2 separate regions of the Rattus norvegicus genome follow, and region 1 is linked to region 2. A link is a contact called in public Hi-C data. All regions are on one chromosome and are shown on one strand. The core of a region is the stretch at or near the end of the contact, and the rest is flanking DNA. Distances in the headings are between cores, read along the strand shown. Region 1 holds the start of Marchf3 (membrane associated ring-CH-type finger 3). Region 2 overlaps Marchf3 (membrane associated ring-CH-type finger 3).

Region 1 (5,771 bases), core at 1,339-3,838, 130 kb before region 2:
CTATGGGGAGCCCAGGGACAGATCTCAGGTATTCAGGCTTAGTAGCAAAATACTCTTTACTGTCTGAGCCAGCCAACCAGCCAAAAGATGGTTTTAAAATAACAATTAGCACCTGTGAAAAACCCTCCCAGGGTGTGATCATGATGAGCACTGATAGCCAACTTCTCTAGTTACATCATAAGTGTGAATGGAAAAAGTCCAAAGAAATACTCTTCTTCCATGGGCACATCCTGATTATCCCAGTCAAAGATGATGTTTCCTGACAGCCCTCAGCGAAGGGGCTTCCAGAGAATCGTGAAAGCAAACAGAAGAGCATGGGCTTAAAAGAGAGATTGAAATTCTCCTGCTTGCTGTAGTTTGGATCCAAGACACACAGGTTGGAGGATTGGTTCCCAGCCTGTGGCACTCTCAGGAGGTTGCGAACACTTTAGGAAGTAGGGCCCACTGAAAGGACACTGCAGTGTTTCCATCCGTCTCCCTTCTCTGCCAGGCCCCCTATACTTGGTTACCATTGAAGTGTGCAGTGGTGTTCTACCTAGGGCTTCCACCATGAAGCACCATGCTGCCATCGGCCCGAAGAGGTCAAGAGACCATGAACTCTAACTGTAAGCCAGGACAACACTTCCTTGGGTATTTTGTCTCAGGGAGGAAATCTGACTGATGTACCACTAGAACCAGGAGTAGTCTTCCGAACCTCCTTCTCTGATTCCTCCAGACCTGTCCTCACCCCAGTCCCACTCCGTCCCAGCATGAACAGAGATTCATATGTTCTCTTCGCTTTATCTACCTCTAAATTTTTGTAGGCAAAGCCGTTCCCCTTAGTCACTCCACAGCTTCAAGTGATTGTTGGAATTGAATCTTTCTTATCTGTACCAGTCTTTTGGTTCAGTAAGCAAGACAGAACTTAATGTGCAGGTTTGACATTACTAATTTTTACAGCTTGTTAAGGGCTATATGGGTCCCATTTTTCCCCTTCTGACAACAAGAGGCCTATGGACCTCTTTCCACAGAGTTAAACCAAACCCATGCCAGAGCTCACCTAAGAGTTGCAGCTTTCTCAGCTACTGGTGCTGTTTCATTCCTTGCCAGATGAAAGCTGGCCTTTTACCTTCCTTCTCCCTGGTGACCTCATCAGAGGCTTCTCCTGAGACATGAGCTATAAAGGAGAAAGTTGTGGAAGCCAGATGGCCATTGAAATTATACCTGCAGCTCTCTCACACATGAATAGTCATCTGTACTGAAAGACTACGTAGTTCCTTAGAGTTTCTCAGAGCTGAGACAGTGATCTGAAGTGCCTGGATTGGAAGCAAGAGTGTGGAGGTGGGGGACACGTGAGTGGCAGACCATCAGGAAGTTTGGCCCCTTTCCTATACTGTTGTGCATTCCTGTTAATACAAGTTGGATGCACAACAAGTACAGGTCTAGGCACAGATTGGATCTGCCTACCCTAAGAAGACAGTCTAGGACATGCTCATATTCTAAGCCTTAGTTAGACAGCAATACTCTTTGATTCGTGTGCGTGTGTGTGTGTGTGTGTGTGTGTGTGTGTGTGTGTATGTGTGTGTGTGTGTGTGTGTGGTGTAGTCTTAAAACCTGACTAAAAAGACTATTCTGGCAAGACTGAATGAAGCAGGGGAAAGCCAACAGTGGTCTAAAGGCTCCCAGTGCACTCCTAACTACCAGCTATGAGCCGCTTCATGCCTTCATCCTAATCAAGGTTTTCCAAAGGGGAGAGAGGGAAATGGAGAGTCCGACGGATCTGGCCTGCTCTGCGGTTTTCTGTCCAAGAAGACGGATAGTTTTGGCTTCTCGATATTCCTGGAGGACCAAGCAGACAGCCACAGAACCCACTGTGGCGGATGGGAAGTGCATGGGACGCCTTTGGGCATGAGAAGGCTTTTGCTAAAGGTCCCTAACCTTGTGGAAGGAAAAGGAGAGTCCTGCTTTGTACTTTCCCGGAGGTTGGCTGAGCCAGAGTTCTTGTTTCAAAGACAACCGCCAAATCGAGCTTAGAACCGTTTCCAGTGTAGTTGGACCCTTGAGACGCAGACTGTGTGAGTACTCAGAATCCTCCGGTGGCTGGGGCGCCTTTGGGGCCAAGTTCCTCGCTTCCTATTGGTATGAGGTACGAGTGTTGCTCTCCACAGCGTGCCCACTCGCGACGGCTCTGGGAACTCCTACAGTCTGTCAGCAAGAGCCTTTCCTGGTCGCAGCCTCGTTCCCGGGGCGTTCGGGTCCCACTGCATCAGACCACGCAGGAGCTGCCAGACGCCACCGCCGCCGCCGCCGCCACCGCACTTCACAACTGCCAACTTGCGGGCAGCTAGAGCGTCTCCGGGCCAACGCTCACCAGCAAGCGATTGGACACCGAGTAGGGGGCAGGACGACGCGCTATGCACCTCCCACAGCCTCCAAGGATCCTGGTGCCCTGACTATTGGCTATGGCCTCCGCCAGTCAAACACTAGTAGCCGCCCCGCCTTATAGGGGCTGGCTCAAGACTGGCCCCGCCCCAGGGCTCCGCCCCCTTCGGAGCCTAGTCAGCTCTGCGCGGTGTTCCGCCTCATTCGCTGAGCGGGTCCGTATATTGTCAGCGCGCTCTGGGCGACTGCTGAGCCAGGCGACCGCCGAGCTTGCGGCGATCCCCGTCAGGTGCCCAGTAAAGCCAATGCGCCCAGGTCCGGCGGGGCAAGAGCAGCCGGCGGTTCCGGGCAACTTGGGACTGAGGATCTGCAGCAGGGGCGTGGATTTGGCGTCTGGACTGGGCCAGGAGGGTGAGTGGCCGCGCCGTGAAAGCGGCTCCCCTGCGCCGTGTTGCCAGAGAGCCGAAGACCGCCTTGGTGCTGGTGGGTGGGAGCGTGGGGCTGTGGGAGGGCAAGGCAAGGCAGGGGACACTTACTCTCTGTCAGCGTCCGGGCTCCCGAACTTCTCATTTTCAAAGCATCCCAACTCGGCCCAGAACGTGACTATGCGTCGGAACCGACTTGGCGTTGGTGGTTGCCACCCTTAAGTCCCAGACGCGCCCCTGCCCCTCTGCGGCGGCGACACGACGCGCGGGGACACCTCGGTGCGCGCACAGCAGTTCCTAGATGGCTGCGAGTGGTTCCTAAACATTAACCGGCGCCCGAGCCGGCGTGCGCAGCAAGCGCTGGTCGCGTTCCGACTGAGAACTGGAGGGACCCGCTGGGGACAGTAGCAGGCCTCTTCCGTACTCTTGCTGATCCGACGAAAATGACAGCGGTGCTGAACGCTAAACTTTGGGAAGTAATTGCTTCCTGTCAGCCTTTGAATGTGCGCCCCTCTTCCTGGGTTGCTCAGATCTCCGCATCTGCCACCAGGTGTGTCTGAGGAACTTGGTTAGGACCAGCAGGGAGCCTAGAGGCGAACACCAGGCTGGGTGTTCTCAGCCTGGTTTGGTGGTGTTCCTTAAAGCACCTGCGTGTTTTTTAAGTGATGAAGTTGTAGCAAGAACTGACAACTGAGGATTCAAGGTTAGACCTGACACTTTGTGGCTAAGCGTGGGTTACATCCCCCCCACACACACACACCCTCCCTTTCCTCTTTCCTCTCGTAATAAATGCAGCTTGATTTTTCTGAGTGCAGTTGCATGCAGCTTATATTCTGTATGGACTAAATAGAATTCAGTGCAATATTGTCTTGCCATTCTTATTTGATATGAGTGAGAGCCTATTAAGAAGACTATGGAGAGTTAGCTCTGGTGTTGGGAATAGTTCTGTCTTTCAAAATATATAAAACGTTGATTTTTTTTATAGTAGCTGCGGATGTACAAGCGAATATATCTGAGGGTGTGTGTGTCTATGTGTGGGACTGATAGGGGCGTGAGGTAGAAATATATAGAGGATTAACTCAGCCTTGAACTTCCTCTGGATTGTAGAGATGAACCCTCTTAGCTATAAGGTATCTAATCCTGTATGTGTAAGCATATCTGAATCTAGTCTGGTCTGTCTGGGTCAGTATATGTCCGTGAACTTTACGAGCACTCAGTTCAATACCACTCAGTACAGATTCTGCGTTCCTGTTTTACAGCCCAGCCGCCGCCGCCAGCCAGCCCATCTGTTAAAACATAGCATGTACACTTCAGCCAGAACACTGGGGTGGATAGTGGGTAGGGGGCAACCCTTAGGAAAACAACCCGCTACAAACAAAGCCTTTCGCTTGACTTCTATTTTCATCTATTATTTTGGCCGGAACTTACAGTTTTAATGAGGGAGATGCAGGGAATGGTGCCTCTTAGAAGGGGGAGTGTATTTTCTGATATAATTGTACCCATAATTTGAGGAGGGGCAATTATAGAAGAAAAAACACAATCCCCGAGAGCGTTTTTAGTGATTCTTAGTTAACCTACAGCAAGGCTGATTTGCATCTTTGCAGTAACATGTATATCTCACAAACTGGTGGGTTTGGTTTTTTTGTTTGTTTGTTTGTTTGTTTGTTTGTTTGTTTGCTTCAGAGAATGCACTAAAAATAGTTTTGAGCACACACAGTTTAATAGAAGTAAATAGAACTTTATTGCCAAGGCTGAAGTTAAGATTGCGTTAGTAATCCTAATGAAGCACGCCTTTAGGAATTTATACCCTGGAATAAGTTCATATTTGGTCTAATCACTAGTAACAATGGCTCACAATGTGTAGTTTTAAAATAATAAAAAGGCTTTATCGTAAAATTTCTGATGACTAAAAAGGTATGGGAGGAGTATTATTATAACAGCTTGTTAAGTTCCTGCTGGCAAGTGACTGATACTTTAAAAAGCTATAAATTCCTTTAATAGTATAGTTACTTTTAATAACAATAGGGACAACACCTTCAAGAAGCACAGTTGATCTTTTCCACAATAATTCTATGTTCTTAATTACAATTTAATAGTGGTGTTCATTATAAACTGGGGTGGTTTTAAGAACCCATCATAAGTATTATCATTTTTATGTTACATAAACATTTGGAGGAAATGTGTAAATTCCTAATGTATATGTCTAAATTGATGAAGGGCACAAAAGGAAGATTACAGATCCTCCTGGCTTACATGAATCATTCAAATAAACTGAGTAGCCCCATGGGGATTCAGTCCTTGTCCTTCAATTCAGTTCTGGGACCCAGGATAGCTTAGGAATCTGCATTTTCAAGCACTCAAGACAAGTTCTGACACAAAGGACAACTTGAACATCAGGAAGTACTAGAATGGTGTTTAGGATATAAAATAACACGATCTGTGAGTTGAGATGACAATTGATTATCCAGAAATTTCCAGGTGGTATTTACTGGCCTTATAAATTTGATAGTTTATTAACTCTCTCAACAACGGGCCTCTTTTGCACTGTGCCTGTAATCTTCAGTCATTCCTATTCTGAATTGGTCCCAATTTTAAAGAAGTCTGTCTGGAGAAGCAAGATAATTTAATACCTCTCCTCAGTCTTGGTTCTCTGCTGCCTGTTTCTGTCCCCGTGATGCTGGGATGTTCTGGACTGATTTGGCCAGCCCTAATACACGTAGTTCCTCATTTCTCCTTTTATCTCTTGGTGCTAGGACAGAAGTATGTACGTAATCAGGGCTAGCACAGACTTAACCAGAATCCAGGGTTTCCTTGGGAAACTGTAGTTACTTGGCTGACCAGCCATGAGCCCCACCCACTATGATACACTCTGAACGTTAATTTAGATTTACTTTAAGCTGTCCCACAGAAATGGGTTGAAAATATACTGTTTACCTGTATTCTCACTGAAATCAGTGTTAGTTTTTATTTATAAATTATTAACAA
Region 2 (6,239 bases), core at 2,858-5,357:
TCATTTTCATCTTAGAAAATCTTAAATAGAAACTACAGGTTTTCCATCTTATAATAACAACAGAAGTAGCTGTTTCGGAAATCAAGTGAAATATTCGATATATGGTTGTCTTTAATCTAGACTAAAAGCAATGAACTTGATGATTTGATGTTTGCACACAACAAAATACTTTTCTTTCCAGTCAATCTAATTAGTCTAACTAATACCATAGGATCATTCCTGGTCAGGGCTGCCGACTGCCTCTTTATTGGTTCATTTTCACTGTCTACGATGTCTCAGTGCTGCTTCCAGGTCAAGCCATGTATAATAAACAAGAACAAAGTCCCTGGGGCCAGGAGAAGGCTCAGTGGTTCAGAACACCTGCTGCTCTTTCAGAGGACCCAGGGTTCAGTTTGCAGCATCCACACAATGGCTTACAACCATCCATAACTCCAGTTCCAGGGGATCCACCCTCTGCTCTGTGGGCACCAGGCACACTCATGATCTGTATACACGCACTCAGGCAAAGACTCGCACACGTAAACTAAAAAGGAGCTTTTCCGTTTTGGCTTGGGGCGAGGGGCTTCTAAAACAGCATTTTTCCCTATAGCCTTGACTGTCCTGGCACTCGCTCTCTAGGAGCTAGGCTCCAACTCAGAGATCTGACTGCTTCTGCCTTCCGAGACCTAGGATTAAAGGCATGTACACCATGCCAGCCTTAAAATAAAGAGGACAAGGGGGAAAGGGAGGGCAGAAGAAGAAGAGGGAGGAGGAGGGGGAGAAAGAGGAAAAAGAAGGAGGGGGAGAAGAAACAAGCTCTGGTATTTTTGGAAGGTTTTTTTTCTCATCACTTTGAGTCTCTTTTTTTTCCTCATATTACTTATAGGCCTTTTGCGTATATATTACAATTTCTAGTTTTGTGTTTTTATGGGATTTCCGTGTGTGTGTGTGTGTGTGTGTGTGTGTGTGTGTGTGTGTGTGTGTGTTTGTGTGTGTTTGTGTGTGTGGTTTTTCTTTGGCTCTTTTTTTTTCTATTTGTTTGTTTTATCCTGTTCTGGTTTGTTTGTTCTTTATTTTAGTTTAGTTTTTAGATGCCGGTTTGTTTTCTAATGAGAAAAAGAAAGGGTGTGGATTTGGGTGGAGGGGGAGATAGAGAAGATCTGGGAGGAGTTGAAGGAGATAAAACTTTAATCAGAATATATTGTATGAAGAAAATCTATCTTCGATTTTTTAAAAAAGGAAAAATTACTAGGGTATTGCTAGGATAACACTGTAACTAAATAAAGAGAAGGAGAATTAGCCTCTTCTAGAGATGAGCCCCAATTGGTTATCCAGCACAAAGTAATCACATCTGCCCAAGCCATACCAAATGTAGTCAGCACTTGGCTTGTATGTGTGTGTATGTGTGCGTGTGCGTGTGTGTGTGTATGCGTGCGTGTATGTGTATGTGTGTGTATGTGTGTATGTGTGTATGTGTGTGTGCACGTGCGTGTGTACGTGTGTGTGCATGTGTGTGTGCGCGCGCGTGTGTGTGTGCATGTGTGTGTGCGTGTGTGTGTGTGTCTGTGTGTGTGTGTCTGTGTGTGTGTGTGATATGTTGTTGTGTTATGTAACAATATAAATGTCTTCAAGGAGGTTTTACTGCAATGGATAGCAACAAATGAATCAGTAACAAAGAAATGATGCTTCTTTCTGACAGTCATTCTGTGCCCTGTAGAAAATATGCCAGCTGTTCACAGATGTATGTTTGTGGTATGCATGTGTGTGCGTGTGAACGTGTATGGGATGGGGAGGAACAGAACCGAACACCAGGTGCCTTCCTCTACCGCTGTCCCCACTGTGTTTGTACAGAAGGGTCTCTTCACTCACCCTGGAGCTCACTGATTGGATTGACAGTCTGCCCAGTAAGTCCCTGGAATCCTCCTGTCTCTGCCTCCTGTCCTTCCCTTCCCCATCAAGCTTTAGGGTGACAGGAGCACATACCATGCCCAGCTTTTACAGGGGCACTGGGGATCCCAAATCAAGTCTTCCTGCTTGCATAGCAGGTGCTTTGCTACTGAGCGCTCTCCCTGACCTGTAAGCATTTTCAGCGAGCAGAGGCCTTTGAGCTAGGAGTTAAGTGACGAGGAGTTAACCATTCAGTAACGGGTGAAGTCCGTTCTCTGAAGGGGAAGCTAGTGGGAGACACAGTCAGAACAGTGGGATGGGGTGAGGTCTGACCCTGTATTTCCCAGCAGGGTGGATTTTATTAGAACTGCTGGGGAGTTGAGAATGAGTGTGTTTGGTATTTCTAGATGACGATGACTGCTGTTTCTGACTGGGCTGTGAGGCGGCAGAGAGGGACCGGGAGTTATCATCTCCAGACATAATAGGGACCCAGGCTGACCTGGCAGCAGTGAGAATGGGATGAAGTGCCCAGACCGAAGCTGTCAGTTTGAGATAGTACTGGTACGGAGGAGCCACAAGAGCAGGGTAAGACACGGAAAGGAGACAGGCTCGTGAGTGAGTACGATAGCAGAGTTGTCATTTACTGATAAAGAGATTTGGAAATAAAGGCTTGGGCTGCTTCTGTTAGACGGATGACATTTGAGTTGTCTGTTAGTCATCTCAGTGGTGATGTGGAGTGGGGCGTTGGATGTGTACAGCTAGAGCTATGGAAGGAGGCCCAGGCTTGAGCAATCGTCTGATAAGTTCTGACTTCCAGCCTGGCTGCATGGGCATCCACAGTGAGCATCTCCTTAGCTTCCCTGGAGTCAGACTTTCCCTCTGCCCAGCTCCAGCTGACCTGGAAGTGCATGCAGGGACAGCACGGGGATTCAGGGACTCAAACACTGGTAGCAGTGTGTGGTCTGCTTTGCTTCAGGCAAGGAAAAAGCATGGTATTCAGGTCTTATCTCCAGTTTTTTTTTTAAGGCTTTTTTTTTTATTATTATTAACTTGAGTATTTCTTATATACATTTCGAGTGTTATTCCCTTTCCCGGTTTCCGGGCAAACATCCCCCTCCCCCCTCCCCTTCCTTATGGGTGTTCCCCTCCCAACCCCCCCCCCATTGCCGCCCTCCCCCCAACAGTCAGGTTCACTGGGGTTATCTCCAGTTTTTAAACATGCAAAGGGTCTGACACCTCCTTTCGTCACACTGCCCCCTCCATGTTCCAGCTCCACAGACAAATCAAGGCAGTTCAGCCTAGAACGTGTGCACTTCTAAAGTAAGAACTCTCCCAAGAAGCTCAAGTTGATTAGTAATTCTCCCAAGGACCAAGCGAGCAGGGCACATTCAGACAAGAACCCAGAATGAGTGCATACTGAAACCTGGCCTTCTCTGCCTCAATTCCAGCTCTGAAACATGTGTGTGTCCTTCTCCAAGTTTCTTTCATTCTCATGATGGCTTCCAATTAAGGAGATTTGTGGGAGGAATGTAATTGATGGAAAGTTTTTGCCACCAAAATCTGGTTCTGGTACAAAGTCACCTACAAAGTATTCTTCCTAGCTTGGGGACTTAACCTTGGCCTCTCAAGGCAGAGTCTACTATCCCCTCATACCCACCCTTCAGTGAAGGACTGTGCTGGCCGGACTTGTGTCAGCTTGACACACAGACTAGAGTTATCTGAAAGGAGGGAACCTCAATTGAGACAATACCGCCATAAAACCTGGCTGTAAGGCTTACTTAGTGATGAGGGCCCAGCCCATTGTGGGTAATGCTGCTCCTGGCTGGGTAGTCCTGGATTCTGTAAGAAAACAGGCTGAGCAAGCCAGTGAGTGGTACCCTTCCACATCAGCTCCTGCCTCCAGGTTCCTGCTCTGAGTTCCAGTCCTGACTTCCTTCAGTGATGAACAGCAATGTGGAAGTGTAAGCCAGATAAACCCTTTCCTCCCCAACTTGCTTTTTGATCATGGGGTTTTGCTGCAGCAATAGAAGCCCTGACTAAGACTTAACGTAGTGACACTGTAATCAGGTTGAACCCACAGTATGCCCACCTCGGCGGTTCATCCCAGTCAGCCAGTGAGACCATTCACTGGTAGTAGCATGCCGCACTAACTCCCCAGTGTCTCAGGCCCTGCTCTGCTCATCACAGTTGGGTTTCTCCTCGGTTTGTTTGTCGGTTGAACTTAATTCCAAAAATAGATCAGCATCATGACTCAGGGACAAGTTAATGATTAAAATGAGATCCCCACAGAAAAGTAGGCAGCGCAGCTCACTGCTGGCTATTTCAACACAAAGATTTTAGTCTGCTTCCTGGGTTGGTTTGTCCACTTGTTTGCTTGTTTGGGCCTTTTGAGACAGGATCTCCCCTGGTAGGCCCTGCTGACTGCTGCCTCTCCAGTGCAGGGATTGGACGTGAGCCTTCCCAGCTGCCTGCCTCATTTCTTATGGCACCAGAAAAAACAAAGCAAGATGAATGCCCCAGCCCTGGGGGTGGGCCAGTCAGCTGAAAGATGCCATACAGATTAGTATCCTCCAGCACTGACCTTGGTCTTCAAAGGCAACCAACCACCAACCAAGTGTTAGCCGAAGAATAAGATTAAACTGGCCATTTAGCTGCAAACACTATCCACAGTGGCATGGTGGTGTCTCACACCAGGCCAAGCACCATGAACAGATACTGTTTATGCTGATAAGAACTGGTAAGTGTGAGCCCCCTCCTCTGTTCTCCCCCCTCTCATTTTTTGCTAAGGATGAAGATAGGAGAGAATGGTTATGAGCACACTCATTAGGGCTAGACCCGAGACAGAAGCCAGGGCCGCTCTTGTACGGCTTACCTTCTACAGAAATTATTGTATGGATTATTAGGTCACATAGAAGATAATCCTGGGCACATACAGTGAGGGCTCAAGAAACAAGTGTCATCCTTGCTTCAGCATGTGAACCGTGTGTGCCCTGTGTACAGCAAGCACTGTTGGGCACTGCTTGTGTAGATGAGGCCCAGCAGGAAAATCAAGGCCGCTTACACCTCCCTGGTGTTTGCTGCATACTTAGGCGATGAGGCACCACTGCAGAATGAGTGCCTCGCTGGGTGCAGGGTGAATGTAACTGAAGCAGAGGGCATACAGGAACCGGAAAAGCAAAGGCATTGCAACTGAGGTCAACCTTTGCCCATTGTGAATTAGGCCGATGAGCATGATAATGTTGCGGAGATTAAATGCCAAGAAACTGGTCCTTATTCTGGTTAGATAAAAGAATTAACATCCATCAAAGTAGTAGCCCAGGAAATTTTGTAGAATTACCATGATAACATCCCGGGCAACCATTCAGCAACTTGAAATATACTCCCCAAACCCCTGCTTTGCACATCCACAGAGCTGGCATGACTTACCATGTCTTGCCTAAGTTTTAAAACAACCTAGCATACACTTGTGCTCACCACCCAGTTACCATGTGGTGTAAAATACAAGTGTTGATAGAGAAAACAAGGAACAAAAAGTGGAGGCTAGTTTGAATCCCACCTCTGCCACTTGCTTGCTAGCTCTCCTTGGGTAGGTTACGAAACTCGCTCCTCCCCATGTCTGTCTCTGAGAAGTGGGGAATACCACAGGCTCTAGTTCACACTGGTGTTCTAAGGTAAGTGCTTTTACTGTGGTGCTGTGTACCAGCTAGACACCCACGTCCCCCTGTCTCTCTGTGTTTCTCTGTCTCTGTCTCTCTTTGTCTCTCTCTCTTGCTCTCTGTGTCTGTCTCTCTCTGTCTCTGTCTGTCTCTCTGTCTCTCTGTGTTTCTCTGTGTTTCTCTCTCTCTCTCTCTCTCTCTCTCTCTCTCTCTCTCTCTCTCTCCTCCCCTCCTCTCCCTTTCTCTCCTCCCTCCTTAAATATGAGTCTGTGTGTATAAATGTTCTATACAAAGCATGTGTAGATATAGCTCTATGGTCCATGTTCATTTCAGAAAAACAATATATTTCATAAAACCTTAAAACCACTCATATCTCATAATTCTATGCCAAGAACAACCACTGCTTTGTCAAGTATCCCTCTAGTCCATGTTTTAGTAAATGTGTTTCTATGTCTGCATAAATGTATCTACATTATAGGATCAGAGTATACATTGTAACCAGAAGTTTTTCTACCCAGCAGTAGACCATGTTTATAAGCAAAAGATTATGTCATCACTTGATATTACTATTTTAAGTAATTCTGTAATTTATTTCATATTGTTAGAAATTTAGGCCAATCAAATATTCTGTTACAAACTCTGCTGGAATGGTTTATATAGGTATTTGTCCATGTTCTCCTCAACAGCAGATTGTTGCCACTCTTCCTGCCCAGAGAA

What was found. A called contact is a pair of places that touch in the nucleus more often than the background predicts.
Region 1: a Hi-C map of liver shows a contact between it and region 2, with 5 times the contacts expected there. The contact joins the promoter of Marchf3 here to the enhancer-like site in region 2. A contact is called at or near these places in 2 of 12 Hi-C or Micro-C datasets (hepatocytes and liver).

What each region holds. Positions count from the first base shown.
Region 1 is chr18:52,584,114-52,589,884 of GRCr8, reverse strand. It overlaps Marchf3 (membrane associated ring-CH-type finger 3), which reads left to right and starts at 2,588. Exons shown (of 5, transcript NM_001007759.1): 1 at 2,588-2,772.
Region 2 is chr18:52,453,504-52,459,742 of GRCr8, reverse strand. The region is part of intron 3 of Marchf3 (membrane associated ring-CH-type finger 3); the gene reads left to right. Among named protein-coding and RNA genes, the nearest start is that of Lmnb1, 83 kb to the right of the region's middle. Within about 2 kb of position 4,107, at least 10 of the 93 cell types and tissues checked have an H3K27ac peak or open chromatin away from gene starts, as enhancers often do. A contact at or near this core is called in hepatocytes and liver, where this site is marked.